7 separate regions of the Mus musculus genome follow, and all the other regions are linked to region 3. The links are chromatin contacts, called in public ChIA-PET, HiChIP or PLAC-seq and promoter capture Hi-C maps. All regions are on one chromosome and are shown on one strand. Each heading gives the region's core, a stretch centred on a gene start, on an enhancer-like site or on the middle of the called end of the contact. The rest is flanking DNA. Distances are from core to core; before and after follow the strand shown.

Evidence for each region. Promoter capture Hi-C pulls out the DNA fragments that hold promoters and counts their contacts. ChIA-PET counts read pairs in DNA pulled down with a chosen protein or histone mark. HiChIP or PLAC-seq counts read pairs in DNA pulled down with a chosen protein or histone mark.
Region 1: a contact with region 3 is called in a promoter capture Hi-C map of embryonic stem cells, with 3 times the contacts expected there. The contact joins the promoter of Psen2 here to the promoter of Acbd3 in region 3. A contact is called at or near these places in 21 of 39 promoter capture datasets (the 3T3-L1 cell line, the C10 cell line, the HPC-7 cell line and 11 more), 3 of 484 Hi-C or Micro-C datasets (CD8 T cells, myocytes and pre-B cells), 7 of 115 datasets of contacts at active chromatin or transcription factors (bone marrow-derived macrophages, effector CD8 T cells, embryonic forebrain and 4 more) and 3 of 9 other capture datasets (adipose tissue, liver and pancreatic islet).
Region 2: a contact with region 3 is called in an RNA polymerase II ChIA-PET map of effector CD8 T cells, with 12 read pairs. The contact joins the enhancer-like site here to the promoter of Acbd3 in region 3. A contact is called at or near these places in 2 of 39 promoter capture datasets (the C10 cell line and pre-B cells), 2 of 115 datasets of contacts at active chromatin or transcription factors (effector CD8 T cells and microglia) and 1 of 9 other capture datasets (liver).
Region 4: a contact with region 3 is called in an H3K4me3 HiChIP or PLAC-seq map of bone marrow-derived macrophages, with 3 times the contacts expected there. The contact joins the enhancer-like site here to the promoter of Acbd3 in region 3. A contact is called at or near these places in 6 of 39 promoter capture datasets (the 3T3-L1 cell line, the C10 cell line, embryonic stem cells and 2 more), 3 of 115 datasets of contacts at active chromatin or transcription factors (bone marrow-derived macrophages, embryonic stem cells and large pre-B cells) and 1 of 9 other capture datasets (liver).
Region 5: a contact with region 3 is called in an RNA polymerase II ChIA-PET map of memory CD8 T cells, with 131 read pairs. The contact joins the promoter of Itpkb here to the promoter of Acbd3 in region 3. A contact is called at or near these places in 3 of 39 promoter capture datasets (the HPC-7 cell line, liver and pre-B cells), 3 of 115 datasets of contacts at active chromatin or transcription factors (effector CD8 T cells, memory CD8 T cells and pancreatic cancer cells) and 3 of 9 other capture datasets (adipose tissue, liver and macrophages).
Region 6: a contact with region 3 is called in a FOXA1 HiChIP or PLAC-seq map of pancreatic cancer cells. The contact joins the enhancer-like site here to the promoter of Acbd3 in region 3. A contact is called at or near these places in 3 of 39 promoter capture datasets (the HPC-7 cell line, liver and pre-B cells) and 2 of 115 datasets of contacts at active chromatin or transcription factors (bone marrow-derived macrophages and pancreatic cancer cells).
Region 7: a contact with region 3 is called in an H3K27ac HiChIP or PLAC-seq map of extraembryonic endoderm stem cells, with 6 times the contacts expected there. The contact joins the enhancer-like site here to the promoter of Acbd3 in region 3. A contact is called at or near these places in 2 of 39 promoter capture datasets (hippocampal neurons and pre-B cells), 2 of 115 datasets of contacts at active chromatin or transcription factors (extraembryonic endoderm stem cells and pancreatic cancer cells) and 1 of 9 other capture datasets (liver).

What each region holds. Positions count from the first base shown.
Region 1 is chr1:180,254,256-180,258,496 of GRCm38.p6, reverse strand. It overlaps Psen2 (presenilin 2), which reads left to right and starts at 2,197. Exons shown (of 11, transcript NM_001128605.1): 1 at 2,197-2,274. Gm31728 (predicted gene, 31728) reads right to left here and starts at 2,092. Exons shown (of 3, transcript NR_168339.1): 1 at 1,933-2,092; 2 at 824-947.
Region 2 is chr1:180,363,898-180,367,693 of GRCm38.p6, reverse strand. The region is part of intron 2 of Itpkb (inositol 1,4,5-trisphosphate 3-kinase B); the gene reads right to left. Among named protein-coding and RNA genes, the nearest start is that of Itpkb, 35 kb to the right of the region's middle. Within about 2 kb of position 2,048, at least 352 of the 459 cell types and tissues checked have an H3K27ac peak or open chromatin away from gene starts, as enhancers often do. A contact at or near this core is called in effector CD8 T cells, liver, microglia and 1 more, where this site is marked.
Region 3 is chr1:180,724,136-180,728,331 of GRCm38.p6, reverse strand. Acbd3 (acyl-Coenzyme A binding domain containing 3) reads right to left here and starts at 2,289. Exons shown (of 8, transcript NM_133225.3): 1 at 1,954-2,289. The coding sequence starts at 2,230.
Region 4 is chr1:180,277,408-180,281,455 of GRCm38.p6, reverse strand. No RefSeq gene overlaps it. Among named protein-coding and RNA genes, the nearest start is that of Gm31728, 23 kb to the right of the region's middle. Within about 2 kb of position 1,630, at least 112 of the 459 cell types and tissues checked have an H3K27ac peak or open chromatin away from gene starts, as enhancers often do. A contact at or near this core is called in bone marrow-derived macrophages, liver and neutrophils, where this site is marked.
Region 5 is chr1:180,329,018-180,332,976 of GRCm38.p6, reverse strand. It overlaps Itpkb (inositol 1,4,5-trisphosphate 3-kinase B), which reads right to left and starts at 2,501. Exons shown (of 8, transcript NM_001081175.1): 1 at 2,198-2,501; 2 at 1-865. The coding sequence starts at 666. It also overlaps the pseudogene Gm5069.
Region 6 is chr1:180,311,535-180,315,297 of GRCm38.p6, reverse strand. No RefSeq gene overlaps it. Among named protein-coding and RNA genes, the nearest start is that of Gm39713, 4.3 kb to the right of the region's middle. Within about 2 kb of position 2,262, at least 210 of the 459 cell types and tissues checked have an H3K27ac peak or open chromatin away from gene starts, as enhancers often do. A contact at or near this core is called in bone marrow-derived macrophages, pancreatic cancer cells and pre-B cells, where this site is marked.
Region 7 is chr1:180,224,726-180,229,017 of GRCm38.p6, reverse strand. It overlaps Psen2 (presenilin 2), which reads left to right. Exons shown (of 11, transcript NM_001128605.1): 10 at 57-175; 11 at 1,290-2,014. The coding sequence ends at 1,445. Among named protein-coding and RNA genes, the nearest start is that of Gm37336, 4.5 kb to the right of the region's middle. Within about 2 kb of position 2,982, at least 272 of the 459 cell types and tissues checked have an H3K27ac peak or open chromatin away from gene starts, as enhancers often do. A contact at or near this core is called in extraembryonic endoderm stem cells and hippocampal neurons, where this site is marked.

The DNA of each region.
Region 1 (4,241 bases), core at 948-3,447, 470 kb after region 3:
CCAAAATATAAATATGTAACTAAAAATTTTATAAAAGTCCAACAAAGAAAGTGTTGCCCAGAACCTAAGATGCTAAATACCCAGATCAGACTAGGCGAGGCTACACTGCAGTAGCAGATAACTGCTCAGTCTTTGGGAACTGTTTTATTACTTATGTTCTGCATATGCTGAAGTCTTAATGCTTTTTTGTCCCTTCAAAGTTGCTGTGCTAAAATACAAACCCCCATGGTTATAGGTTAAGAGGTGGAGCCTTGGGGCAGTGATCAGCCCACAGGAACACAGGCCTCATGGATGAGATCAACAAGAGGGAGATTTCAGACCTAGGTCTACTGATTCTGCGCTGTCTGCCACGTAGTCATCATAGAAGGATACTATATAAGACTACCTATAAACTAGGACGCAAGTCCTCTCCAGACAGTAAGCCTGCTAAGGTCTTGATCTTGGGCTACCCAGCCTCCAGAACAGCGGAAAAACACATTTCTATTGTTATAAGTTGCCTGCCTCTGGTGGTTTATTATAGCAGCCTGAATGGACTGAGACAGTGGCCTGTCTGTGTTAGTTGTAAGTCCTGTTCAATAGAGAAGCCTCCATTACAGCACAATTGGGCTTTTTCAAGTGTGGTGAGCATGCCCAGGTCCAGAACTTCTGTCCACAACTTCCACATGATAAGAGTCATCTGTAGTAGAGAAGGATGGTGCCCCTACAGGGGGAGGGACAGTGGACATGAGGAGTACTATGGGCTATCATTTCAATGTCAAACAGAACAAAATGAAACCCACACCACCTCAAGCCGAGAAGGGAGGCAGAGGAAGGAAACACTTACTGTCTGTTCAGGATCCACGCTGCCCCCTGCCCCCTCATTTCTCTGTAATGTGCCATGTTCCTCTGAAGGCCCTCACACTATCCTTTCACAGATGAGGAAACCGAGGCCCAGCAAGGGTAAGGAACTGCAACAGACAAGCAGAAGAGGGAGATTTCGGACCTCCGTTCATGCGTCTATGCTATCTGCCAGGTAGAACCCACTTTCTCAATTGTGTTAAGGAAAAAATTCAAGATGTTGAGCTAAGTCCACAGACTCAGAAGTAGGTTGGTGTCTAACAGGGTCAGGGAGAGGGACAGGAAACCTTTCAATTATACAACTGCCTTTTATTTTTTAAGCAATGGGCTGTTTTACAATCACACAAGCCAGATTGGCACACATTGAAGTCACTAAATACCTTAAATTAAAATGATTACTTTTTTGCAGTGATGGTGGTGGTGAAGACATGGTCTCTATATAGCCTGGCTGTCCTGGAACTCACTCTGTAAACCAGGCTGGCCTTGAACTCAGAGATGTGCCTGTCTCTGCCTTTCCGGTGCTGGGATTAAAGGTGTACACACTGCCCAGCCGTATTTTTTTCTTTTAAAGACAAGGTCTAATGTGTCCCAGGCTGGCCTCGAACTTGCTATGTAACTAGGAATGACCTTGGACTTCTAGTGACAGGATTACTCAGCCATGCATACACCAGAATTGAGTATTAAACTCAGGGTTTCCTGCATGCTAGGCAGGCACTTAGTTGAACTACATCCCCAGCCCTACAATGACAATTTTATGTTATACGAATTTCACAGTAATTAAAGGAGAAATAAAGCTACATGAGATAATGACAACTGTGGCAAATTGTTGACAATTTCAACTCACTCCACAGACCGATCCTGCGATCACAACCCCTCCCTGCCCTCACCCCGAGGCTGATTCCTAGATCTCGTTGCAATTTTATCCCAGTTCATATTTACCCAGAGCTCCCCATGTATGTCGCGGAAGCACTCTGGAAAAAATCAATCAGGAGAAGGCTCCCGATGTTAGCTTACTTTAGACTCCATTTTAAAGTGCATGAAACCGGAGGAGGGAGGGGCAGCAGAGGCTCCTGAAATCACAAAGCAAATACCCACCCCTTGTCCCAGTGGCGCTGCCAGGCCCCTAAGAAAAGGCACTAGCCAACTTCAGATTTCAATGTCAGTATGATGCTGCGGTCTCCAGGGCAAGACACAGCGAAGGCCTGCACCTTCTGCACCCAGTGTTTTCCTGTAAACCGACGATGAAGGCGCAAGTGCACAGGGGAACCTGGCACCGCCCAAGGGACGGGACAGGGGCGGAGCCAGGAAGTGGGCGTGTCCCCCACCGGGGGCGTGTCTGAGGCGCTGGCGAACCGGGGCAGTGGGCGGGGCCGGCGCTAGCCCAGGAGAGGCGCTCCGCCCGCGGCGTAAACTCTACCCCGCGCCGCGGCGGAGCAGGTGAGCGGAGGGCGGGGGCTGGGTGTGTGCGGCCGGGTACCTGTCACCGATCGCGGGTAGCCGGCAGCATGGAGAGCCCGGATGCAGCGAGGCCCTTCGTGCGCACGCCCCTGACCGCTGCTTCCGTTGCCCTCCCGGGGCATCAGGGTCTGGGCTCCAAGCTGCGGCCCCTGCGGCGATCTCGGCCTCTGCGGCCGGCTCAGGGGCGAGGAGAAAGTGCTGGGGAGGCAGCAGTGCGGCCGGCCCAGAACTGGGGCTTGGAAGGAGCGTAGGGTGCAGCTCTGGGCCTCTGGCCGCGTCCGGGTGCCCTCGCGTCCCTTCCTGCCTCCAGAACCCCAGGCGCGGAGTGAGGTGTTAAAGGGCCAGTGCACGTGGGTCTCACCGCTGTGTTCACCAGGCATTTTGGTCCCTGCTACCCAGGCTCTGACCTGGTCTACCTGGGCTCTGCTACAGATGGGAGTAAGAACTTCTTCCTGTATGAGGAGCGAGGCGCCCAACAGGGCCTGAGGCAGGCGTTCTGTTACCAGCTGTGTTCAGTGTTTTGTAAATCCCTTAAGGCAGTAGGGAGACGCCCAGAATCAAGCCTCTGAACCGAAGGAACTCGGCAAAGCAAGAGCTAGTTGCCACTGAATTATACTGATGAAGAAACTGCGCCTAGGGCTGAGGATGTAGCTGTGTGGTAGAGTGTTGTTAGCCAAGCATGCATGCGGCCGGCCAGGAGAGGAAAAGGAGGGTGAGAAGAACAACTCCCAGAACTAAAAAGTGCGGTTGCCCAAGGTCTCCTGTGTAAGATACAGGGAAACCAGGCTTAGAGCCTGCTGCCTGGGCCTCTGTTTCTGCTATCCAGACATAAGTCCTTTGCCAGTTAAATGAAATGTCCTAGCACCTCTGCTTAGGGATTTTTCTTTAAAGATATGAATGGTTGTGAAATGACTGCATCCATTTACTGATGGAGGATTAGAGAGCCTCAAAATCAGAACAGATGCAGACCAATTTAACTCCGTCCCCAGAATAGTCTCTTGGAGTCAGAGAGACGCAACCATTCAGAATAGGTGCACCTGCTGGCTGTATAGTCCCTCTGTGGACACCTAAGCCTCTCAGGCCTTCAGCCAAGACTTTGGGCAGTAATTAAAGGCTCTGTATAAGTTGCTTCAGGTGTGTAAGCTTCAAGTTTTCCTTTAGGTGTGGGTGGCTCTGTGGAAGCCTGAGAAACAGAAGCAGATCCTGTGTTTTCCGTTGGTGAAGGGGCCAGCATCCCGACTTTAGCCTAGAGGTGACCGTCTGGGTTCATTCCTTGGCTCCCAGGACAGTGGCTAGAATCAGGTGGGCAGGGATAGAGTGAAGAATGGCAGAGGTGCAGGATGGGAAGGAAGCTGACAGAAAGTAGGTGTGGGTGAGTGGAGGTGCGGACTGAGCTGGAAGCCGGGTCCGGTTTGGAGAACTATCTCCTACTATGTAGACATGCCCCATACCTATGCCCAAAATATAGGCTGTACATCCATTCGTATGTGGAAATGAATATTTCTGCTCTCTGAGAAGGCAAAACAGACTAGGATGCGGAATGCTGCCAGAGGCTGCCGCTGCCGCTGTGTCAGCCTGGAGCAGTGTCTAGCCATACCCTGTCCAGTGGCTCTTCTGTGGTTGCTCACAACTCCACTGCACAGTTTGCCATGTAAGAGTCTCTCGCCAGACTTGGTCTCTCTGGGTTGTTGATGATAATAACCATGTGACATGCCCATGTGATAGGAATTGGACATTCATGATAAAGAGCCATTTTTTTCCCAGTGGTTATCACAGTTATTATAAAAACGTACTATTGGGGCCAGAGAGATGGCTCAGCAGTTAAGAGGGCTGGCTTCAATTCCAGAGAACCCCTGTTCAACATGGAGGCCCACAACCATCTGTAACTCTAGTTCTAGGAGAGCCTCTTCTGACCTCTGTGGATACCAGGCACAAATGTACTACAC
Region 2 (3,796 bases), core at 799-3,298, 360 kb after region 3:
AGACAGCCTGTGTTCAAACCAGAGTTTCCCCCCACATTTAAGTTATCCAGCCTGTGTCTCGTTTTCCTTGTCTACAGCAAGAGAGATACATTAATAAGCACTTACTTCATGGGGTCATTTTGAGAATTAAATAAGCTAAAATATCCACAGCATTCAGACCACCACCATATATCTGTTATTCTCCATTATCTTTCCCTGCAGCCTTTTCGTATAGGCCTTACTGGGAAAGTCTCCAGAGACTTGCACCACATATGCAAGGCCATATGCAGCACCCAGTCCCCACGGGAGGAGCTTTCAAGGAAGATAAATCTCTTGCCTAAAATTCTATCACTGATTGGCTAGGCTGGGAGGGAAAACTTGGCCTGTGACCTTAGCTTTCTTCTTCCCATAAATGCTTGACTGCCCCAGGAATACCAGCTTGGACTCTTGCAAGATGGAGCAGTAGCTTAGAAGAGAAGGCAGTAGCCATGAGAGAGGCAGTTAATGCAAGAGACCCAGGCACCTTGCCACGGTCTATGGGCTTCTAGCACTCACAGCCTGCCTTCAGACTCCAACCTAGGGCATCAACCCTGGCAGGAAGTAACCATCCAGCAGGCAATCCAAAAACAGTTCTGTGGATCTAAACTCAGACAAAATGTCTTCCTCTGTCCCAGGAGTCTAAGGATACTACTGCTCACGTTACATTATTCCACGCCCAAGAACCTCGAACACTTTTGGTGCCATGATCAAAAGCCAGCTGGGCTGTGTATCCAAGGGAGAGTCCCTGCCATGTAAGGTCGGGTCCTCCTGGGAGGTGTATCACAGCTATAAAACCCCAACCAAGAATGTTTGTGGGGCTCCGTGTGTTTACACTTCTTGCTAACAGATCTACTTTAAAAACTTGACCTTCCTCGCCTCTTTCTCTTTAAAGATCCACAGCGCTCGCTCGGCAAACTGTCAAAAAGGCAGGGTGGGGTGAGAAGAGTGTTCCTAAAGCCAACCCCTAACCAGGCTTGGAAAAAAAAAGCACATCTCAGAGACACTCACTCACCCCCATCCACCTGATTGTGAACAGAGCAAGTGAAACCTCCTGGCTCCTCACCACATCGTGGTGGCCTAATTCTGCTGAAGTCAGAAGCATCAGCCAGTTCCTGTTCGCCAACGGCTCCCTGATCAGAAGGACCCATCTAAGCCCCATGCACACACAGAGAGAATACCAGCAAAGGCAGGAAATGCTTGGCTGAAAGAAGGCAGAGACAGAGAGGTAACATTTGTTCCATGTTGTGCCGGGCAACTGCTCTCTCAAGAGAAAGATCAGTTTATGAGCTCATGGCTGCTCCTGCTGCAGGGCTACAAGATCAAAAAAAAAAAAAAATCCTTTCTGCTGGACTGTCCATATTCCTTGTGGGACCTCAGTACAGCTGTCGCAAAGCGCTGGCCTTATATCTTCAGAGAGGGCTGGATTGACCGAACCGGCATAGTAAAAGCCTAGACTTAATTCAATCACCTAATCTTACGATTCAATGATTCAGCTCCAAGAACCACTGAACACACCGGGCAGGTGGTAACAAGGACCAATCACTCGTATCTTTCCCGCTTTGCCAGTCTAGAGCCCTGCTTTCCGGTCTTGTCCTAACCTTATGGAAGTAGGAATTCGATTGTTATTCCTTTCTAATTATTCATCTTTCCCTGCAATAGATTAATCTATACTAACCCTATGGAAGAAATCTCTGAGTTAGTGTAACCTGAAGATAGTGATTTATTTCTGTAACAGTAAGATATCTAAACCAAATGTGCTCTGTGTTTCTGTAGCTAAAACACTGAGGTCTAACGGGTCTGGAGATTCCACTTTGTTTGCCAAAGCCTAAGTGTGTATGTTTAAATGAGAGAAAGTGATTACGACGAAAAAACGGGGAATGTCTGAGTGGGTGAACGAAAAAAAAAAAAAAAAAAGAAGAAGAAGAAAAGAAACAGTTGAGATATTGCTAGAAAATCTGACTGCACGCATAGTCCTGGCGCCCACGCACGAGAAGGGCGGAGTGCCAGCATCCTGGGGTGAAGTGCTGAGCTTTGCAAAAACAAAGGCGCTCTGCGCAGGGGCCCTTGAGGCTAGCCTACATTTCTCGCTCCATATTTACAGACATAGGTAAATTAACCGATACATCTAAGGCCCTTTTACCCTAGCCCAAGCCGGCTTGAGTTGCCGAGCTCAGGGGGAAAAGGAATCAAGACCCAGATATGCTCATACAGGGTGGGCACTGCAGATGCCATTTGCCAGCAGCGCAGCCAGGTCCGCAAGCCAGTCGCCCTGTAGGGGAAGAGTGCCACCGCTGCCGCCGCCGTGCATGCGCAGCGGTCACGTGATGTGGAGGCGGCCCGTTACCTAGGCAACAGGGGGCCTGACCCGCTCTATGGCACTCTGGGTGCCTGCTCTCTAAGTGGGAGGAACAGAGCACAGCCCTTGCACCATGTTGTGGGAAATAACTGTCCCATCGCGGCCACTTCCGCTGGTGTTAGGAGAATGGATGTGCTTGTGTTTGGATATTCCTATTTATAGAATAGGTACAGTACTTTCGTATTTTTTTGAGGGGCTGGGGATTGAAGGGGACTTGTGCATATTAGGAAAGGGCTCTGTCACTGAGCCACGCCCATTTTTCCTTTTCTTTCTTTCTTTCTTTCTTTCTTTCTTTCTTTCTTTCTTTCTTTCTTTCTTTCTCCTTTCTTTTTTTCTTAATGAGACAGCGTGTATAGCCCAGGCTAGTCTCAAACTGGTGATCCTCCTGCCTTACCTAAGGACTGGAATGGATTATAGATGTGCATCACCATAGGGACTTTTGGGACAATTGCAAGGGACAATGTAAGCCCTTAACTCTCAAAGACTTACATCTTCTTTTTGCTTTTTAAGTGGCCAGATTCAACAACTTTTGGGGCCAGGACTGCTGTTTCTGTTTTTTGTTTTTTTAAAATCTTCATTTCTCAGGGTGCTACACTGTCTTACTCCACTGACAGCTTACAAAGGCCATGGATTTCTGCATTTAGTACCGTAGTCCTGAAACTTCTATTCCCCAGATCTCATAGGACCCATGTCTAAGTACCGTTTGCTTGTCTATTTAGACTTTAATAATGCAGTCGCAAACTGAAAGCAGTGTACCTTCTCAGTAATGAAAATGGGGCTACTCTACTAATTAGCAATAAATGCTAACAGGACAAGTACTTCAGAATGGTTAGCATGCCATAAAGTCACATTACTAATTATTAACTCAGTAAATTAGTTCTCCAATGTAATTATACATGGCCACAAAAGCACTAACGTGACTTATCTCTTAAAACATTATATAATCTAGGCTAGCCGCTGCCGACACAACTGGTCGCTGACAGTTTCTTGTGTACGCTGCAATGCGTATTTCCTGTATTAACTGTGTGTGCGCTACTGGTGAAGGTGAACGAGACTGGAGAGGAACGTGACTCACCTTTTCCTGGCTCGCTGTGAAAAAAACCGAGCAGGCAGCCATAGGAGCTGCCCTTCTGGAGTGTGTCACGGTTTCTCACTAGGGAAATGAGCGAAGTGATGTGACAAAGGCCCTTGAGATAACAACGACAGAGGAAGGAGGTTTATACGTGAGGTTAAGCAGCGCATCATCTGGCAAGCCGACAGCCAGGCCTGTTTCTGAAATCACCAACTACTTACACAGTAAGTGATGGGTACTCCACACTGCGGGGCCCACGGCCACAAGAGTCTTTTATAAGAGAAAGTCTGTTAGCATCATCCAGCCTCCGGCTCATTTAAAATCTTGAACTGGAATGACCTTCCCACTAC
Region 3 (4,196 bases), core at 1,040-3,539:
TCCAGCTTCTCTATGTAGAGCTTGATTCTCGCAGTTAAATTTCTAGGAATTTATATAGCAACAATAATTTAGAATGAGGCTCCTGACCCACAATGCTAAATTTGCTGCCCGTTACACAATTTTTTAAGTTAGTTAATCAGTTTGTTTAGGTTTTTGTTAACTGTTGTTTTAAGACAGGCTCTTGCTATGTAGCTTTGGCTGTCCCAGAATTGTGCTGGCCTGGCTGGCCTCGAATTCACAGAGATCCACCTGCCTCTGCCTGCCTAGTTCTGGGATTAAGTGTGAGACACCATCTCAGTGTTTTCTTCTCTTTACGAAGATACTGCTATTTTCAAAATAGATGGGCTCAGATGAAATACCTCTCCACTCCCTTTGTTTCCCATGCAGCAAAATCAAAGATTAGAATAGAAGTTGGTTCTTTCTGGCTCTGGAGCCATATCTCATTGGTAAAGAATGCACAATGCTCTTCCCAAGGACCCTAGTTCAATTCTCAATACCCAAGTCAGGCAGTTCAGAACTTCCTGTGACTCCAGCCCCAGGAGATCCAACACTTCTGGTCTCCTGGGGGACCCACATTGACACTGATACATACACACTCACTCACTCACAAAAATTAAAAATTCTTAAAAAATAAAAAAGAGAGAGAGAGTTAAAGTTGGTTTGTCCCTGTTTCTTGCAGCTTATGTTATTAAAATGCAAGTTCCAAAAATTAACTTTTAAGGGCAAGCACTGCTATGTGAACTGTACAGAAACCAGTGGATTCGCATTTATTTACGACAAACTCTAAAATCAAATCGGCGACTCAAGAGTTAAAGTGATCCTAAACTCATTACCACACAGGAAAGGCTGAACTCCTCCAGCCATGGCAAAGAACAGCTCAAGGGTAAACTTTAAAATACTATGAATTTAGAGTAACCATTTATTGTTCTGGAAAGTTTCATAGAATCTCACCTAGTTTGCACAATGAAAGTTGATTTAAAAATAAAACTACCTTCACACGGGTCACTACAGTGAACAACTCAACTTTAGCTGGTGAACTAGGCAATCCGAAAGCCCTAACTCTGGGAAGCTTGTCATAAATATGGGGTTCTAGAATGCAGGTGGAACCTAGCAACCCCTTTAAAGTTTCATTTGCCCTTATCTTGCTTTGTTTTCCCACGCAAGAACCTAAATAGCCTTTAAGAATCAGACTATGAGTCAAGCTCTTTCCCACTGACCAAATCTTGTGACTGTTACCTCCAGTATTAACTAGAGAAGAAAAAAGGCAGGAAATCACCGCACATCACAATTTTGTTTTAAGAAACAGTAGAGAGAGAGAGAGAGAGAGAGAGAGAGAGAGAGAGAACGAGAACTTCGCGCTTTAGTCTTCATCATTCACTTCCATGGTAGAATTTCCTAGCCACTTAGAAGTTACTAGAACACAGTGGCCATCACTTACTCACTCAGGCAAAAGGGAATAAATGAACTTAGTATTTTACTTCATCCTTCGCCACATCCCTATCGCCTAATGATCATGTCCCACACACGCTCACGGTTTACAAGGCTAGAAAAGGGATGTGTGGGACCCAATACAATTTTCTTCCACTAAGATAGTTTTTTTTTCTCTCTTTAAAAATCGCTTCGATGTTGTCGTGAGCCGTGAAAAACCGATACATAACAAAAAGGCGAAATCCATCCCAGAATAGGAGCCCCGGGGAGCGCGCGCTCCTGTCCACTCTAGCTCGTGGAAACCAGAAAACTTAAACCAGGTGGAACGCCCCAGCAACTAGGCGACACGGGCTGCTAAACCAGGGTTCTAGGTCTCTCAGGGGTGTGACCAGGGGCCGGACCGGCAGTGACAAACTCTCGGTGCCACCAAGGACGGACCGGCGCTCCGGTCACCCCGGCCTAGCTCGGGTGGGTGGGGCAGGCATGGCCGGCCCGCAGTCCCGCAGGGGCGAGTGACCCGCTCACTTTTGTAGAAGCGCAGCGCCAGGCCGTAAAGCTCCTCCAGGCCAAAGCCCCAGTGCTGCTCCATCCGCCGCGCCTCCTCGGCCGCGCCCTCAGCCGCCGCCTCCCCGGGCTCCCGCTGCTGCCCCGAGGCGCCGGAGCCCAGTCCATTCCCCGGGGCCGAGGACGGCGGCGTCTGCGGCGGGGCCCCCTCCGCGCCGGGCCTCTCCTCCGAGTCCGGGCTCAGCGTGAGACCGTCGAGCGACACCTCGAGCTGCTCTACGTTCAGCTGCGCCGCCATCTCCGCTCGCAGCGCCTCCTCGGCGGGGACAGGCGGCGGCCACGTATCGACTTCCTGCTGACCTCTCACCTCCGCTCGCCGACACCGGAACTTCCGCCGCCAAGGCGGCTGGGGTTTGAAAGCGCCGGGTGCCCCGCCCCCGAGCGTGTGGGCCACGCCCTCCCGTGCCCTCGGCTTGCTGGGGACCTCACGCCCCTCTCGGAGAGAGGCTCACCCCACCGCCGTGGCCGTCCCAGGGAGCCGGGACGTCCCGTGGGGTTCGTGGCGGTCCGCGTTGGTCGGGGGTGTGTGAGGTGAACCCCAAGCAGCGGTGTTGGGGGTGGCTGCTGGTCGCGTCCGACCCTGCAGGGGACAACTGCAGAGACATCTGTGCAGAGTCGCTGTTGGGAAGTTGCAGGCCAGTTACGGAGTCTCTTGCAACTGCCAGACGGTCAGAGCAACTGCCGTCTTCATTTTAAAGTAGAAATCAGGCTTTCGTCCCCTGCAGTGTTTGTCCTCTCCCTTAATTTATGTTCGTTCTCCTAAGGGAGGGAACGGTTGACTATTTTATTTTTTGCTATGTAGCTCAGGCTGACTTTGAACTCACTCGTTAGCTCAGGTTGCCCTTGGTCCTCCTGCCTTAATCTCCCGAGGGCTTTGACTACATGTGCAAGCCATCAGGACTAGCAATAAGGACAGCATGAGGCCAATTCAGCTATCCATGCCACGAAAGTGTAGGACCAGAAGACAGAATCTCTGCAGTGTCGGGTATAAGAAAGTAGGAGGTAGTTAAGGAGAAACAGCCAGAGTACATAGCACTCTCCTTTCTGTTTGCTTTTGTTTTTTTTGAGACATGGTTGTAAGCTACATAGCCCTGGCTGTCCTGTCACTATGAAGGTCAGACCAGACTAGCCTCAAACTCATAGAAACCCACCTCCCTCTGTTCTCGAGTGCTGTATTCTGGGATTTTTGGTTCCGTAGCAGAGTCTTCCAATTCATTAAAAGTGAAAAATTGTAAGATTTTCATGCATACACTGGGCAAGCACTCCAGCTTAGGGCTCTTTCATTGAGCTGAATGAATGGATGAAAGCACACTTCAATTACATACAGTATCAGTTCAGCTCAACATGATTTAAGGACTACCTTGTATATCATATACTATGGAAAATACAAAGGACAGTAGTCGTGTCCTACCCCTCGGCATCATGGTCCAGGAGGTGAGTCCGTGCCAGAGCACAATAGTATGGCCAGGCTGCTGGAAGGTACCTTCTGCCTCAGCACCTGTGAGCGGGTTCCCTAGCTTCTGTTTCCTCTTGGTTTGTTGAAAACACTGGAGTCATGAAACTATGTGTTAATATGTGTTTCAAGAGGCTGTGACATCACCAGAGAGCCTACTAACCCATCTTGAAGTTTCTGTCACCTCTGTATAGTGTCAACATGGGACCCAAGACTTCAATACATGGCCTTTGGGGGGCATTCCATTCCCAAAGTACAGTAGTGTGTAAAGCAAAATGTAAAGGAGTTGGGGAGGATTGCACACCTGTAATCCCAGTGCTTGGGAGGCAGAGGCAGGCAGATCTTTGAGTTCAAAGCCAGCCTGATCTATAAAATGAGTTCCAGAACAGCAGGGCTGCACAGAGGAACCTGTCTTGAAACAAAACAAAACAAAACAAAACAAAACAAAACAAAACAAAACAAAAAATCAGAAAGGCTTTGCTGGCTGGTAGTTTTTAATAAAATGTGACCACCATTATGTGCAACATTAAAATATACAAGAGCCCTTACCCTAAGGGGAGCTCACAGGGTAGAGTGTGTCCCTGGAGTTGACTAGAACAATTGGTATCTACTTTAAATCTGAACTGTTTGGTAGCCTGTTAAAATCTGGAATTTTAATGTCATATCATCAGGTTTCTGGCTTACCTTAAAATGAAGCAATCTACTGGCTATGGGCCTAATGCTGGTGGTTAATGATATTAGCTGGTGTTAT
Region 4 (4,048 bases), core at 381-2,880, 450 kb after region 3:
ATTTTATTTTATTTCCTTTTTAAGGAACAAACTCAATAACATCAAATTCATTCAATGTTTTCTTGATATTTCCTCCCATGGTTTCTGGCCTTAGAAGCTACTCACCTCTGTTTTCCAAACCCGTACCTAATATTTTAGTCTGGTTTAGTTTTAGGGTATGCTTTAAAAACACTTAAAACTGATGGTCTCTTAAGTAGACTGGGACTTACATTGGAGTATTGAATGAGTGTTGGCAGCATTGATCTATCAATGTGCTATTTATTAAGTTTTCTAGGCCATACATTCAATTCTTTTTTTTTCTCTCTCAAGACAGGGTTTCTCTGTGTAGCCCTGGCTGTCCTGGAACTCACGCTGTAAACCAGGCTGGCCTCGAACTCAGAAATCCACCTGCCTCTGCCTCCCGAGTGCTGGGATTAAAGGCTTGAACCTCCACTGCCCAGCTATACATTCAATTCTTCTACATACAAGGATGGTTTTCCGGTTTCCATGTGCCTTACAGGCTGGGGCTACACTGTGTGATTGAGCATGGCAGACCCTTGGCCACTCCTGCTGGGTCACAGGAGTCCCTGCTCACAGGTCCAGAAATGCCATGTGCCTTTGAGATGTGTGTGTTTGTCCTGAGCCCCGGGACCTTGCTTACTTTAGTGCCCTTAGCCCTTGAGCTCCCTGAGACACCAGAGCATCCTAAATTATAGCATTATAATTGATAGAATGTCAATTAAGAGATGTCTGTATCTTGTGACTTTAGGAGTTCATAATGACCTAAAAATTACCCCTAGCCAACAGAGCTGCATTGTTACATGCCTTGAAGATGAATATGCTTTACTGGAGCTGTCATCAGATGATATCCTCACCAAGGAAGTCAGCAAGACATCTGCAGGCCAGGCCCCTTTGCTGACGATTCACATGTCCAAACCGACCTTACAGATTCATACAAGTCCCTAATAGCAGATGCCTTACACCTCAAGGCCCTCAAGAGGACGGAAGACAAAAGATCTGTGAAGTCAAAATAAACGTGAGCGTGTTTTATTATTACTGCCTTGTTCCATCCTCACCCAAAGTGAGGTGGCACACAGATGATATATGAATAACAACTTGAGAGTAATTTTTGAATATGTCTGAAGATCTGTTTGAAGGCATATCATTTCTTGGCCAGCAAAAGGACTAAGCATAGAGAATCTCTGTAGCTGTACGACACTGGACTATACCCCACCCCCTTGTGTTTTGGCTTTAAAATCCTTGATTAGTAGCTTGCTTTAAGTAAATAGTAGTAGCTGGTGCTGTTGGAGAGCACGGTCTGTTTGCCATTTGACCTTTATTTTTAGATCTGGAATCTGTAAGAATGAAAGCAAAGTAAGGGTTCCCGGTACAGTTAGCCATCCTAGAGGAAGCAGAAGAGCAGGCAAGGCTGTGGGGAGTGGAGGAGAACCTGTAGCTCCCTCACCCTGCAGGAGGTGACTCTTCTGGAAGCTCCACCCAGGCAGGAAACCCCTCCGCGCTTGCGCATTTCAGCATTTCTGTATTTCGTCAGCCCTGCACCTGCTGGAATCTCCTGTCTGGCATGGACTCTGTACAGTCACCTGGTGTCCCCAGCACAGAACACCCTGAGGTCTTTTTCCTACTCAGTCAGATGCCAGAGGGTGTGGCCAGCTTTAGTTACAGAGGGAAGAACAAAAGTCATTTCACCTCTCCTGCGGAGCCTCTCAAACTGCTGGCACAGCTCCAAGCCTCTCAAACTGCTGGCACACTGCGGAGGGACGTTGCATAAACTCAGGGCCAACCCTTTTGGGTTTACCATTTAGAAATGAAAACCTGGGTTCTTCGATCCCAAACTGCTCTGTACTTACTGCAGGCCCATCTTGTCTTTGCTGCTCATCTGCAGCCTTTCTAACAGAAAGACCCACAGCAGTCACCATGTCACTGCCTACTTCTTTTGGGAGGTGACCCTGGGGAAATCCACATCGGTGTCATATGGGAAAAATGACAACCCCAACCACTGAAAACACTAAACTATTAAGCGCTATACCTAAGCACAGTATCGTATACCAGAATGTGGACAGTTCCTCCTCTCCCCAGCCTCCCCTCTCCTAGGAGTTAAACAACTAATAGATACAAAGTTGCATCCAAGTGCCCTTGCCACCACTCATGTACAAGTTCAAAACGGCCTCTGTGTTTATCAGGAAATGCTAGAGTCCTAGTTTCTACCATCTGGCTATTCAAACATTTCTAACCATGATTTACATGTGCCCATTAGGAGGCTTCCTCCATTCAAATGAGATCTTTCTTTTTCCATAACCTAGAGATTTAGTTGAAAATGACCAGGTAAGAAAATCGAAAACTTCCAGGAAGGAAGGGCACAGCAACATACTTACGTGGGTTATCCGGGCTTGCCTCTCTCTCTGGAAACATGTTAGGTGGAGCCTGAGGCCACTGCAGAACAGCTAACTCATCTCCAAATTTTGTTTGCTGAAGCCCTTTCTGGTCTGCAGAATGGGCGTGATAGAGCCAGAATCCTCAAAGTGTCTGTGCTTGGTATGTATCTTGGCACCCATCACGGATTCCTTACATCTAAAAGACCTGTGGGGGACCCAGAAGACTCAGGCAGGTGTCCCTTGGCAGTCAAGAGAACTCGGCAGTTGTTCATGACACATCTGATCCCACGAGCGAAAGAGTCTGCAAAGAGATAAGCTTTGTGTGTCCTACATTGAGTAACAGACGGATTGCTCTCTTTTATCCTATTCAAATCGGCCCCGAGTCATCATGGTTGCACATTTTTGTAATTCCAGCACTTGTAAGGCGGAGGCAGGAGATCAGAAGTTCCAGGTAGCCTCTACAACATACCACATTCAAGGCCAGCCTTGGCCACAGGAGAGCCTGTCTCAATCAAACAAACTATGTTGCCCGTGAACCTTTAGCAGCATTTCAAGTGGAAGCCTGTAGAACTCCATCTTATTGTTGTAGTAGATTCTCATTAAAATTGGAATCATGGGGGGTGGAGAGATGGCTCAGCGGTTAAGAACACTGACTGCTCTTCCAGAGGTTCTGAGTTCAATTCCCAGCAACCACATGGTGGCTCACAACTGTCTGTAATGGGATCCGATACCCTCTTCTGGTCTACATGAAGACAGCTACAGTGTACTCACATACATTAAATAAATAAATAAATAAATCTAAAAAGAAATTGAAGTCATTAAAATGACTAGAGAGTCATTAGAGAAGGACAGAATGAAGACAGTACTTGCCTGGAGCTGAGGGTCAATGGAGGAGTTGATAGCCAAGAGCAAAAGAGGGTGTGTGGGGGGGACAAGGAAGGGGGGAATGAGGACAAGGGGAGGGGGCTGGAACTCTTTAGTATGAGAATCATATTCTCTATCTGGAGCTCCATGGTATTTACACAGGCATACACACTTGATGAAAATCATTGAACTGTATACTTAAAAGTGCACGTTATCGTGTGTGAATTCTACTGAGATAGGAATGTTTAGAAAAATCTAAGCTTGAAATATGGTGAGATAAAGCCCATATCAGGGGTATACTATATTTACAAACAATAGCAAATTCCTTAGGGGAGGGAAAGGAAGCCCAGCACTAAAGGGGATGTTTTGTTAGTTCCAAAGCAGGACGTGAGCAAACGTGACCACGTCTGCCTGCAGCAACTGTACTTAGCAGCTCGCTATGGTCTTCAGAAGGCCAAGTAGGTAATTTTGGTACTTTATAGATTATTGGAGAGCAACTACATCCTGTTTCCTGGAATGCAGGAAGGGCTGAGGTCACCTCACAGCACACACAAACAACACAATTCACAGGTCACTCGGGACAGGGCATCTTGGAACGAAACGAATGATCCCAGCCTCGGAGGGAACCAAATGGTGATTGTTTCAAACTGTCCGTTGCTAGCTTTGGGAGTTCAAATCCCACAAAACAAGTCATCTGCGTCTCCTAGCTACTTTCCCCTTACTGAAACAAAACCCCCGGCCAAATCAGCTTCAGGAAGGGCTCATTCGGGCTCACAGTTTGAAGGAAGCCATGGCAGCGAGGCGAGGCAGGT
Region 5 (3,959 bases), core at 1,252-3,751, 400 kb after region 3:
AGAGTTGGTATCTGGGGTTTCTGTACATTGTTCTCCCCAGGACTTTGTTCTGCGTTCCTCACTTGGAGAACACGGAGCCAAGACCCTTTCGGGGGGCTGGCTGCTACTTCGGAAGGGACACGGGGAGGGCGAACGAGCCCTACCCAAACGCGGGCTTCGGGGCGCTTGAATGGCAGAGCTCTGTGCCTGGATTTGCGCCTCGAACATGCCCACTTTCTGGTTCACCTGCACATTTTGCAACTCGCGCTGCAGAATCCGCAGCTTCCTCTGGGCCTCCTCTGGCCCAGGTGGGGAGAGGATGCGGGCCGCCACCACCTGCTGCGCGTCCCCTCGCAGGCGGCCAGCCCAACTGGGACTGCCCACGCCACTGCTGCTGCTGCTGTTGCTGCTGCTGCTGCCACCTCCGCTACCGCTGCTACTATTCAGCCTGCGCCGGCCGCTGCGCCAGCCCCCAGGACTCCCGGGCTCCTCCAGGGACAGCGACTCTGCTGGGGGGAAGAGAAAGGAAGCGCCTCTCCCAGGGCTGAAGACGCTGCCGGGACTCAGCGCGGCCCTCCCGGAGGGCTGGGGCGTCTCGCTGCCGCTGGGCCGGGGGCCGCCACTCTTGAGCTCGTTGGTGCTGTTCATGATCACCAGGCTATTGAGGGCATAGCAGTACACAGCCATAGTACAGGGTCCGCCCGCCGCCGCGGCTCTCCGTCCCGCTCCACCGCCGGCGCCTCCTCCTCCCGCGGCTCTCGGCTTAGTCCCGGAGGCCCGGCGGCCGTAGCTCTGCGCGCTGATGGAGCAGCATGGCCTAGGCGGCGGGCACAGGGCAAAATCGCGGGCTCGGCCCCCGCCCCAAGCTCCATAAACGATTTCGCGGCTGTGGAGACACAAGGAGAAAAGTCAGAATTCCCGAAGGCATCAAGGGGGTGGGGTGGAGAGAGCCCACCCGCAGAAAGCAGAGAGCAAAGGGAGCCCCGGGACCCCAATCTGCTGGGGACGGGGTGCCCCTGGATGTCTAGCCTACAGGAGTTGTGATGCTCAGTGAGGAGGCAAGCCGGGCCGCCTCGATATGGCCTCTATTGGTATTTTCCGGCGGTGGTCCACCTCCCCCAGCTTGTGATACACTCCAAGAACACCTAGAATCCCAAATTCTGAAATTAGTCTCGGTAGCCACGCGGATGGCCGAGGGAGGAGGTGCAACTCGCTGGTTCCCTCCTCGAGACTGGCCAGGTTTCCTTGGCCAGAGCAAACACCGGCTATCGAGGATGACAGGCAACCCTGCTCCACCCTCTCAGGACATCAGAGGCCAAGTCACAGGGAACCTGACCCGGACCTGCCTTCCCCAAACCGCTGCTGGAGCCGAGACCTGGAAGGGGACTTGTGTGCCCACCGTTTTCTTTCTGATCCTGGTCTGGGGCTATGCCTCTCGGCCTATGAAAGGCCGGGAAGAGCGCGGGGGTGGGTGGGGGTGGGGCAGTCCAGGCACTTTTCAGCACTAGCCTTGATGTCTGTCTGTCTCCAAACAAGTGTGTTTTGTGAATGTGGGCACGCGTGCGCGCCAGGGAGCAAACTCTGCAGTATCCAGCACTGGAATCAATCCTGGTGGCTCCCTACTGTCCCCTCAGACCCTGCAGCGAGTGTGTGTGTGTGTGTGTGTGTGTGTGTGTGTGTGTGTGTGTTTGGGAGAGGGGATGCATGTCCGCAGCTACTCAGCCCTGCGCGCATCCTGTTAGCGAGGACCCAGCTGCCCCCTCCGGGACCCACACCCCTCGGAGGAACTCTGGGCTTGCTTGCACAGTTGCAGCCCGGAGGCCTTCTAATTGTGCAGGCCTGAGAATTTGCAGCCCTTCGGGGTCCCGCAAGCTAAGCCCCGGAGCAGCGCGGCCGGCCGAGGGCAGGGCCTCGCGCATCCCGGGCAGCCTCGCCTGGCGCCAGGGGAGCCGCCGGGCAAGCCGAGCCCCAGACGCCCGCAGCGCGCCGGGGAGGTGGTGGCGGCGCAGCGGCCCGGAAGGCGATGGGAAAGTCGAATCGCCTCCTCTGCCCCCAAGGCCACGCCACGCTACCGTCCCAAATCAGCCTCCCTTCTCCGTCGTTCTAGCCCTCACCTCCGTGCTGTGCTCGGACCCCGGAACACCCAGAGGAACCCCAGCACAGATGGAGCGGAAAGAGGGTTCAGAGACGAGGGCCAGGAAGGAGCCGCCACGCTTACCTGCAATTGCTCAGACTTCCAGGTCCCGTGCAGGCGACATGCCCCGGGGACTCCGGGCTCGTACAGACCAAGTGGCTTAAAGTTTTTTTAAAAAAATAAAAAAGCTCCCAAAGGGTTTCCGCAACAACTTATGGAAGACGGAAAAAGTGGGGTGCAACGAAGCTGAATGTACCGGCGCAGGGACTAGGCGATCCCGGAGGGGACACCGCCAGGCCGACCCTGCGTTGCTCTGTGCTTGGTTGGAGACACTACCGCTGTCAGCGTCTGCTCCCTGCTACTTCAGTGTTTGTTCAATGTAAGATTTAAAAAAAAAAAAAAAAGTTGGGGGTTGAGGGAGGAGGCAGAGAGGCGGGGGCTTGGGGGAGGAAAGCAGGAAGGAAGTTGTGAGCCTGTCTGGGGTTGAACTCAGCGGAACAAGTTTTTCTTTTCTTCTTTTTTTTTTTTTTTTCTATTGCTTGGCAAACCGAGGGAGGGAAACACTTAAAAAAAAAGTTTCCATTGTTAGCTAACAAAAAAAAAAAAAAAAAAAAAAAAGACTTTAACTTCTGCGGGTTAAAGATATACGATTTATTTTCCATCCCTCGACCAAGGTTTGCTGGTGTCTAGTTTTATGAAGCTACGTTTGAAAACTGTTTTTAATAAAATTTTGAGTGTGCTAAACAAAGCTGCTGGGGGGGGGATTTTTCTAGCATCGAAAGAGGGGTAATATTCTGCCTAAGCAGAGGGTGTACTTGTACTACAATAGGCAACTTTTTACAAGGTATATTGCATATATTGCAGGGCATTTCCTTGCACAGTTTTAGGTTTTAATGCACCATGGTAGAATTTTGGAAGACTGGTTGGACTGTGAGCTGCTGAGTGTCTTGTAGGCTAGATGTGTGAAGGAGCTCTGCATTAAGCAGTTATCTATAAACGCACACAGAGGCTGTGCTGTTCGCGTATTTTTGCACTCAACTCTCAAAAAGTTATTTTAAGAAAAAGCATAGTCCTGGGGCTGAGGCCCGATCAATGTCTTCAACCACTTGCTCAGTCTCCTGTGAATTTACTCCTGCGTTTTCAAGGGTTCTACTCTACCCTCAAATAAAGGGGGGGGGGCACCAGGCAACACTGGAGGGCGGGGGACACTCCCTGCCCCCATACACACACACTTAAGCCCCACCCGGCACTGCAAGCCTGTTTTGCATAATTCCCTAAATCTTAAACTCTAGCGTTTAGTGGAAACAGGGAACACAGCTGCGAGGTTTAGGAGATTTAAGAATCCTAAGCTTGTATCCGCCCATATATCCTGATTAGCCAAACCTCGGATGGAAAACCTGACCGCCTGTAGCAAGCAGACAGCTTACTTGTTTATGTAACAATACCGTTGAAGTGAGCAAAGCAACCTGCAGCTTGGTCAGGAAAAGACTCAAGCAAATTTGAAACCAAGAGCCCTTCCAGCCAAGAATTCCTGGAATCGGACAAGTCCTTTCTGGTTTTGTTTTGTTTTGTTTTTGTTTTATTTTTTATTTTTTTTAACATACCCTGGAAGGCTTGAATCTGGTTTCCCTCTCACCCTCAATGGGGCTGAATAAAGATGCCTGTCCTGTGTGTGTTCTAGTATTACCGTGAGACAAAGAAGCCACCTCTATCTAGACTCCCTCCTTTGGTCCCTAGTGGCAAGAAGAGGAGTTACTCAAGCTATGAAGTCTAATCTGAGAGGTGATAAATGCCTCAGTAGAAGCAACTGAAGAGCCTAGCAAAGCTCCCACAAATCTCTACCTTG
Region 6 (3,763 bases), core at 1,013-3,512, 410 kb after region 3:
AAGCAGGTTCACTTTACAGAAATAGACGTTTGGGGCTGAGGTATAGCTCAATGGTAGAGCTCCAATCCAGAATGCCTAGCTCCATCTCTAGCACTCTAGGAAGGAGGGAGGGAGGGAGGGAAAGAGGGAGGGAGAGAGGGGAAGAAGGAGGGAAGAAGGGAGGGGGAAGGGAGAGAGGGAGAGAAGGAAAGAGGGAGGGAGGGAAGAAGTCTGAAATGATTGCTGGCAGTATGATTCAGGGAGGTTCTGGAAGCTTTTGGAGGTAGGGTCTCGCTGCTAGAAATGGGTCACTGAAGGTCACACTTGGTCCGGATTCCTCTCACTTTCTGCTCCTGGTCTGCCTTGACATAGACAAGTTCTCTAACACAACTGAAACCAGGAGCCAGAATAAGCCTTTCCTTTTTTAAGTTGTTCCTGCCAGATGTCATCACAGCCACGCATGCGAGAGTAACCGCGTATTAAGTATGATGCACTCCAACGGTGCCTGTCTTTTCGTTCCATTCTGTTTCATTTCTTTCTCAAGGGCTGCTCCAGTTCTCTAAAGCAGCAGATCTTAGTCTGCACATGACCCCTTTGAGGATCGAATGGTCGCCTAAGACCATCAGAAAGCACAGATGTTTACATTGTGATTCGTATTGGCAGCAAAATTACAGTTATGAAGTAGCAATAAAAATAATCTTATGTTTGGGGTCACTACAACATGAGGAACTGTATTAAAGCGTCTCAGCATTAAGAAGGTTGAGAACCACTGGTCTAACGTTGATTTTACCACCTTCTGGCTTCAGCCTGGGAAACTTGTCACACGCCAGAAACAGACACTGTCCTTGGAGAATCAAGTCCTAATAGAGGTGAATACCCAGGTTTATTGAAAAGAAGGGATGAAAATTATTGGGTAATATTAGTCCACCGTTTTAAAACTGACGAGAACAGTCAGACTAGACTCAGAGAGATGAACTGACGCACAGCTGTGGAGACTTGTTTGAACTCAGTCGGCCTGGAATTAAAGCCCTGTGTTCACTCCTCAGCTGTTGTGGGTAGATTCACAGGAAGTAGAACCCCAGCACATCACTTAAAAACAAGGACTTCTGAGAAACAAAGCGAGAAGGGGCAGACAAAACAACAGAAGGGTGCAAAGACAGAGTTTCAGCCAGAGACAAGTCAGAAACATGGGCTATCTATCAGGAGTGTGAATTCCACTACCTGTCCAACCTGGAGGCAGGGAGGAGCCAGACTCTGGCTTGCCTCTCTTGTTTCTCTGCTGCAAATGCCAAGCGAGCTGGCCAATGAGCTTCCAGGGATTCTCCTGTCTCCGCCTCTCCCCCTCCTGTGAGAGCACTGGGATTACAGACCTGTGCACTGCCGCACCCAACTTCTCTTTGTGGATTCAAACACGGTTCCACGCTTTCATGCCGTACGCCCTTTTCTCGCTAACCACTCCCAGGATCACGGAGTCTCTGAGTACTAGTAACCCTAGGCTTCTGGTTGCGGGGAGGAGAGAGAATTACCTCCAGAGCGAAGTTGTTCCCGTTTAGCCGGGGACCACTTTTCTATAGAGGGATGGGTACAAAGCATTAGCAGCCAAGATCAAAGCCACTGGGAGATGAGATCACCAACCTTAGGAAGGGATCTGAGGTAGGAGGACATAAGGAGACTACACAGATTCATATGACACGTCTCACTGTGGACATATATATTTACCCAGTGGTAAAATAAAAACAATAACATGTGTCTCAGGGGTCATTAGGAAGAGTAAGTGAGATTGTGCGGTGGGCACATAATAAGCAAATAATTTAAAAAGATGATTAGCTAGAGTGAAATTAGTGTTTAGCGATAGGCAGCCATTTGTGTCGTTAATGACTATAATTGTATGTTTATGACAATTGGCAAGGGACCTTACTCTGAAATCTCTGCCAATTAAATGAATGGACCTGCATGTCGATTTAGCCACTAAAGTCTTCTCTACCCTGTCGGCTTGATTTCCCCATTATTCAACCCAGAGATTGTGGCCACTGCAGCAGCCCCTGAGACTAAACTCGGAGATGCAGAATGAAATCATCACCCCAGCCCTCAGACAAGCCCAGGAGTGTTGGGGGAGGGGCAGGCTGGGAGCTTCTGGGCTGCTTCCCTGGCTCGGCTTGGCTTGGGATCTCTCTTCCAACCCAGACAGCTGACTAGATTGATTTCCAGGTCACTGTCTGTGCTGAAGTCATTGTTTCTAGGCCCTGAGTCATCACCCAAGGGAGATTCCCAGGCTTCCCCCAGACCTTCTGTCTGACACTCACCCTGGAGAGTGTCTGCGCCCTGCCCTGCTTTGCCCCACTAGTTGGGGCATGAACATACCTTGGTCCTGCTGGGTTTTTGAAGCTCACATGACTCATGGCGTGCACTTGAGTGGATGGATACAAAAGGAAGCAAACCATTCTTGTGGCTGAAGGCAGCTGCTCTTGTATTCTAAAGGACAACTGTAGTTACACTTGGTGGAAGAATAGAGACGCTGGGACACGGAAGACGGCAAGCCGGTGACAGATGCACTGCCTTTCTTGTCCCTAGAAACATTTTCTGCAGCTTGGAGTTTAATGGAGTCAGATTCTTTGTCTCTGACCTCTCCCCAGCTTTACATGCAGGGTTTCTGCTTTGTTCGCTTGTGTGGGTTTTTATGTTTTTGTTTTTGTTTTTGTTTTTTGCATTTCCCACTGTGACGAAAAAGAAATCAGAAACAGCCACCGTGGAAGAAAGGGGTAAAATGGGGGAAGTGAATAACTTGGCTGACTTTGGCCAAAGTGAAGGCTCCAGGGCAACAAGCTAAATTTGGTCAACAATGTGAAGGTTCTGCCTCCCTACAGGGACTGTGTGTGCTGTCCAAACCGGAGGACTGACTCCTGACACAGCTCCGGAGTCACGGCAGACAGAGCCCCATTTCAGCTTTGCCCTCCAGCCATCCCAGTCTTACCTTCTCAGGAAACCAAGGGGAAAAAAAAAAAAAAGAATAGGAGGAAGAGAGTTTCCAGCAAGTATGAGTGGGTGGAGTTGCCCAAACACAAGCAAAATGAAAGGACAAAGCACAACAAAGATGAAGCCCAGTGTGAGGAAAAGGAGAAGGATGAGCACAGCTCGCCCATTGAGGCAGTCAGAGCTCCGGCATGGCAAGGCCACCTCTGCCATTCTCCTCAGGGTACAGCTCAGTGAGGACATGGATCCATCAAGTAGACAAAAAAAAAAAAAAAAAAAAAAAAAAACCAACGACGATGGTGGTACAGTTTGAAAGCAAGATGTCCCCCATCTGCTCATGTGTTTAGATACTTGGTGCCCTCCTGGCACTGGTGTTTTGGGAGGCCATGGAACCTAGTTGGAGGACTGAGTCCATAGAAATGGGCTGTGGGACTGTAGCGGGCATCCTGTCTGGACTTTCTGCTTTCTAGTCTACAGAGCTATAACAAGCCACATGCCCAATTCCCTCTGCCATAGACCCAGCTGCTTCTGCTGCCATGCTGTCCTCTGGCTGCAATAAATTGTTATCCCCTGAGCCATGAACCGGGAACGAGGCCATCCTCTCTGACCTTGCTTCTGTCGGGTGTTTTGTGATAGTCTGAAGTGTAAAAAGTAACTCACACTGGTGGCAAGACAACAGAAACAAAAAAGGAAAGTGATTTTGGATTTAAGAGACTTAAATAGAACTTAGTATAGATCAAACATATAATTAGAAAAATAAAATATAAATTAGAAGCAAGAAGAAACAATACCATTGAAATCTGAGCTACAGGGC
Region 7 (4,292 bases), core at 1,733-4,232, 500 kb after region 3:
GCCGAGGTTTCCTATCAGTTGGATTGGACAGGGACCACTTTCTCTTCTCCACACAGGGGGCGTGAAGCTCGGCCTGGGAGACTTCATCTTCTACAGCGTCCTGGTGGGCAAGGCTGCAGCCACTGGCAACGGAGACTGGAACACTACGCTGGCCTGTTTTATCGCCATCCTCATTGTGAGTGGGCTGTGTGGTGGGTGTGGGCACTCGTGGGTCATTTATTGTTGCTGTCTCCCCTCTTAGGGCAAAGGCATCGAGGGGAGGGGTGTCCAAGGTGTGCTCCCTCCTGAGAGAGAGCACCCGGGATGGAGTGGGAGGCTTGGATCTCACTCACCATATGTATCTTATGCCAGGACCTGGATGAGAGCTTTAGGCCCTTGTCCCTTGGTTCCTCCGATCGTGGATTGTCTGAGATTTATGGGTGATGAAATAGCCAAAGGCTTTTACCCATGGAAGCAGGGAGGAGCGGAAAGGTCTCCCCTCCCATTCCACAGCTGCATATTCTCAGTGCCATCAGGACCCCAAGGGATGCTGAAACCTGGGTCTTCCAACCCCAGCAGTAGTCTGGAGGCTCTGATGGTTGGCACTCAAGCTGGGAGACATACCCTGCAATGTCATCTTAGAGGATGCTTCTTTTAGATGTCAGAAGAGTCCCTGAGAAGGCTGCAGCACCTTGTGCTGCCCTTAGGTGGGAGCCTGGTGCTTTGTCCAGTGACCAGAAGAGCTTGTCTCTGTCCACATGTGTGTCAGGGATGGGATAACAGACCTGGGGTTCCTCCCCTTCCATGCTGTCTGACTTGGGACCCGTTGTTCCAAGGGCAGGGCAGGCACTTTGGTGATTTGCCCTCACCCTAGACACCAAGGGTAGAGGTAGAAACGGCCACCACCATGCTTGCTTCCAAAGGGACGGCTTACACAACACCTATGATTTCATTGGTGACTGCTGCTGAGAATCTCAGAGGGTTTCATTTCAGCTCATCTGGGTCTCTTGTAAATGCAAACAAAATAAAACAACAAAACTCCAGTCCCTGGAGAGAGGCTCCCACCATCTATTTGCCCACTGTCCCTAGATGGGGAAGCCCTATGGCCTGTCCAGGGCTCTGTCCACCTAGTAACCAATATGCAGGTGTCCTGACTGGGGTGGGGGGGAGCCCTGCCCCGTGCATCTTGAGGGGCAATTGCATATCTCTAAGAGACAGCACATGTCTGTGGCCGTTCGGGCTAGTCTCAGGATTACACCACCCACAAGGTCATGTCACCGAGTTCCCTCACCTTGATGTCCTTCCTGCAGGGCTTGTGTCTCACCCTCCTGCTGCTTGCTGTGTTCAAGAAGGCTCTGCCCGCCCTCCCCATCTCCATCACCTTTGGACTCATCTTCTACTTCTCCACAGACAACCTGGTGCGCCCTTTCATGGACACTCTGGCCTCCCACCAGCTCTACATCTGACAGGAGCCAGGCGGAGGCTCCGAGAGCTATGGGGGCGTCACTGGATGCAGGTGTATAGTTTTACACTCTAGTGCCATATATTTTTTAAAGAAATTTTCTTTCCTTACAAAAGAAGAAGAAGAAAAAAAAAAAAAGAATAAAAACGTGTCGTGTTTACTTCGTGATGAGGAAGCAGAAGCCACCCTTCGGTGCTACCTGTCTTGTCACCAGACTGCAGCTTGCCTGTCGGAGCATCTGTGGCGCCGGTGGGATGCTTGGATGCTCAGCAAGCAAGCGTCTCTTCAGGGATGAGGTCGTGTGTGGAGCAGGTTGGGGAGGATGCAGGCCCCTGTCCACGTCTGTAAGTCTCCAGGGATGATCAGAAGGAACAGGTGCATTGTGGGAACCAGGAGGCGCCATCACCCTGACCAGAGGTGGAAAGCCCGTGTGCAGTCATGAATGTCCCCAGTGCTGTGTTTGTGATGTCTGTTACTTTAGAACCTTAGAAGCCAAGTCCTGTTCTTATTTCTGCAGTGACTGCTGGGAAGTGGCTTAATAATGATACCAATAAACAGATGCTCCTGCTGGAATGCTGGTGTTTGGCCCCTTTGTTCTCCGCTGTGTAGTGAGAGGGGCTAGGGGCGGGGCTTAACCCATTGTCTTAGGGTTTCTGTTCCTGCACAAATATCTTGACCTGACCAAGCTTAACTGCCTGGCCTCTCTGCACTGGGTTCTTTAACTAAAAAGTTCCATAACAGGGCATTGGGAGGTATTGGGACAAAACCTGCTGGAACCACATAGATCCCTGGCTATGGCTTTGGTAGGTTGTATGTGGGGTCAGAAATACTGCAAGGAAGTTGCTAAAAAGCTGAGTGGTTGCTTTGACAGATGTCCGTCCTTAGTAGAAGCCAGAAAGCCAAAGGGCTAGGGGGCCACCTGGGTTCAGAGTTGCTTCCGGTTCCTGCCTGCGATGAAAGGCAGGCAAGCTTCTCTCTGCCTCAGCCTGGCACAGGTTGCTGAGTCTCTGAAGTGCCTCTGGGTGGGGACGTGAGACCACAGAAGCTACTGCCCTGCTGGGGCTGCAGAGAAAACCCAGGTGTGTGTGCTAGCCCCAACCCTGTGCTCCAAAAGTAACTGCTGGGTACTGAGCAAGGGTGGCGCTTCTTCCCCCGTAGCACTACCTGAGACACAGCAGAGACCCAAGAAGACCAGCAGGGCAGGGACACATGCTGCTGATATCAGACACCATGTTGGAAGTTGGTAACTGATACAGAGCAGAGCCTGGGAGACCAGAGAGCAGCTGAGGATGCCGGGATAATTCCTCGCCATTAAAGCACCGGTGGCGGCGGCGGAGAAAACAGAAAAGCCCATTACAACTGTCAATTATGGAAATGTTTATCTTCCACAGAGTAGTTCTAGGGTGAAGGTTGGGTAAATGTTTTGATCTTAGCAGCTCGAGGAGATGTTTATGAAAAGGCTAGCCAGGATAGAGGCCACACTCAGCGCCGAAAGTGGAAATAGAGGTGTGCCCCGCCCCACCGTGTAAACGAGCTGACGCGGGGGCGGGGCGTGGGGAGCAAGGTGAGCCGTGGTTGGTCCCTGAAGGACCCGCGGTTCCTGGCTAAGACAGTGTTAGGACTGGGAAAACACAAGTCTCTGAGGGAAGTGAAGTGGAAGTGTCACGAGGAAGAAAAGAAAGATCCTAGAGTAGATTCGACCTGAACTCTTCACAGCAGAAGGACCCAGCACACGAGTGGAAAAGACAAAACAAGAGCAACAACAACCCAAAACAAAACAAAACAACATCAAAACCCAGTAAACCAAAAACCAAAAACCCCAGGAGTTCAAGAGAGATCCAAACGTCCTGGAAAGGACACTGAGCAGATCTGCAAACCTCATCCCCGCCCTGTGGAGCCAGTCAGCTAATAACTTCCTTATTGGTCTCAGAAATAAGTGATTAAAAAAAAAAGATATCAATCCTATTGCCTTTGTACCCATTCTTAGGACAATCTGTTCCTTTAAAAAATTCTTTGATAATTTCATGTATAATATACCTTGATTATATTCTCCCCCGTTCTCTCCCCGCCCTCCCGACCCCCTTCCGAAAGGACCCTTCTTCTCACCAAGTCCTCTTCCTTTACTCTCGTGTCTTGTCTTGCTCTTTGTGTCCCATTACTGTTCAGGGCTACCTGCACAAGTGTGGGAGGGGTTATCTATCTGAGCAAGGACAAGTTACTGGTCGCTCCAGGACCAAGGGATGTGACTCGTCCCCCAGGGACTGTGAGCTGTCTGTAACTCCTCAGGGGAGGGTGGGCCACTGCAGAGCCCTCCCTCATCCATGATGACTGTTGATAGGCGTGAAGTCAATTTGTACTCCAGCTGGTTTTATTTTAGACGTTGGCATGGTTGTTTTTTTGTTGTTGTTGTTGTTGTTTTTTGCTTTATAGAAATGATATCATTCTGCAGTGTGTGTGTGTGTGTGTGTGTGTGTGTGTGTGTGTGTGTCATGGCACAAACCTGTAGTGACAGTTCTGAAATTTTGCTTTCTTTTAAAAATAGAGAATCACTGTATCGTTTTAATCCCAGGTGTAGGGTGTGGGGCTGCTTCCGACTGTCCACAGCAGCTGACTCTGAGGCTCCTCCTGCTCTTGCAGTTTCTACAATTGTGTGGTGTTTAGAATTCTGGGAACTTTTCAGAGGGTATTAATGCTAGGGCCCAGAGAGGCGGGGTTGGACTCAGGGGATTTGGATAGGGTTTGTTAGTAGTCGGGGAGCGGGGTTGGAGATGGATAAAAAAATGGGAAAAAGAAGACCCCCACAAAGTAGCAAAGAGCAGCTACACACATCTGGAAGCTGGAGGCAGTATGC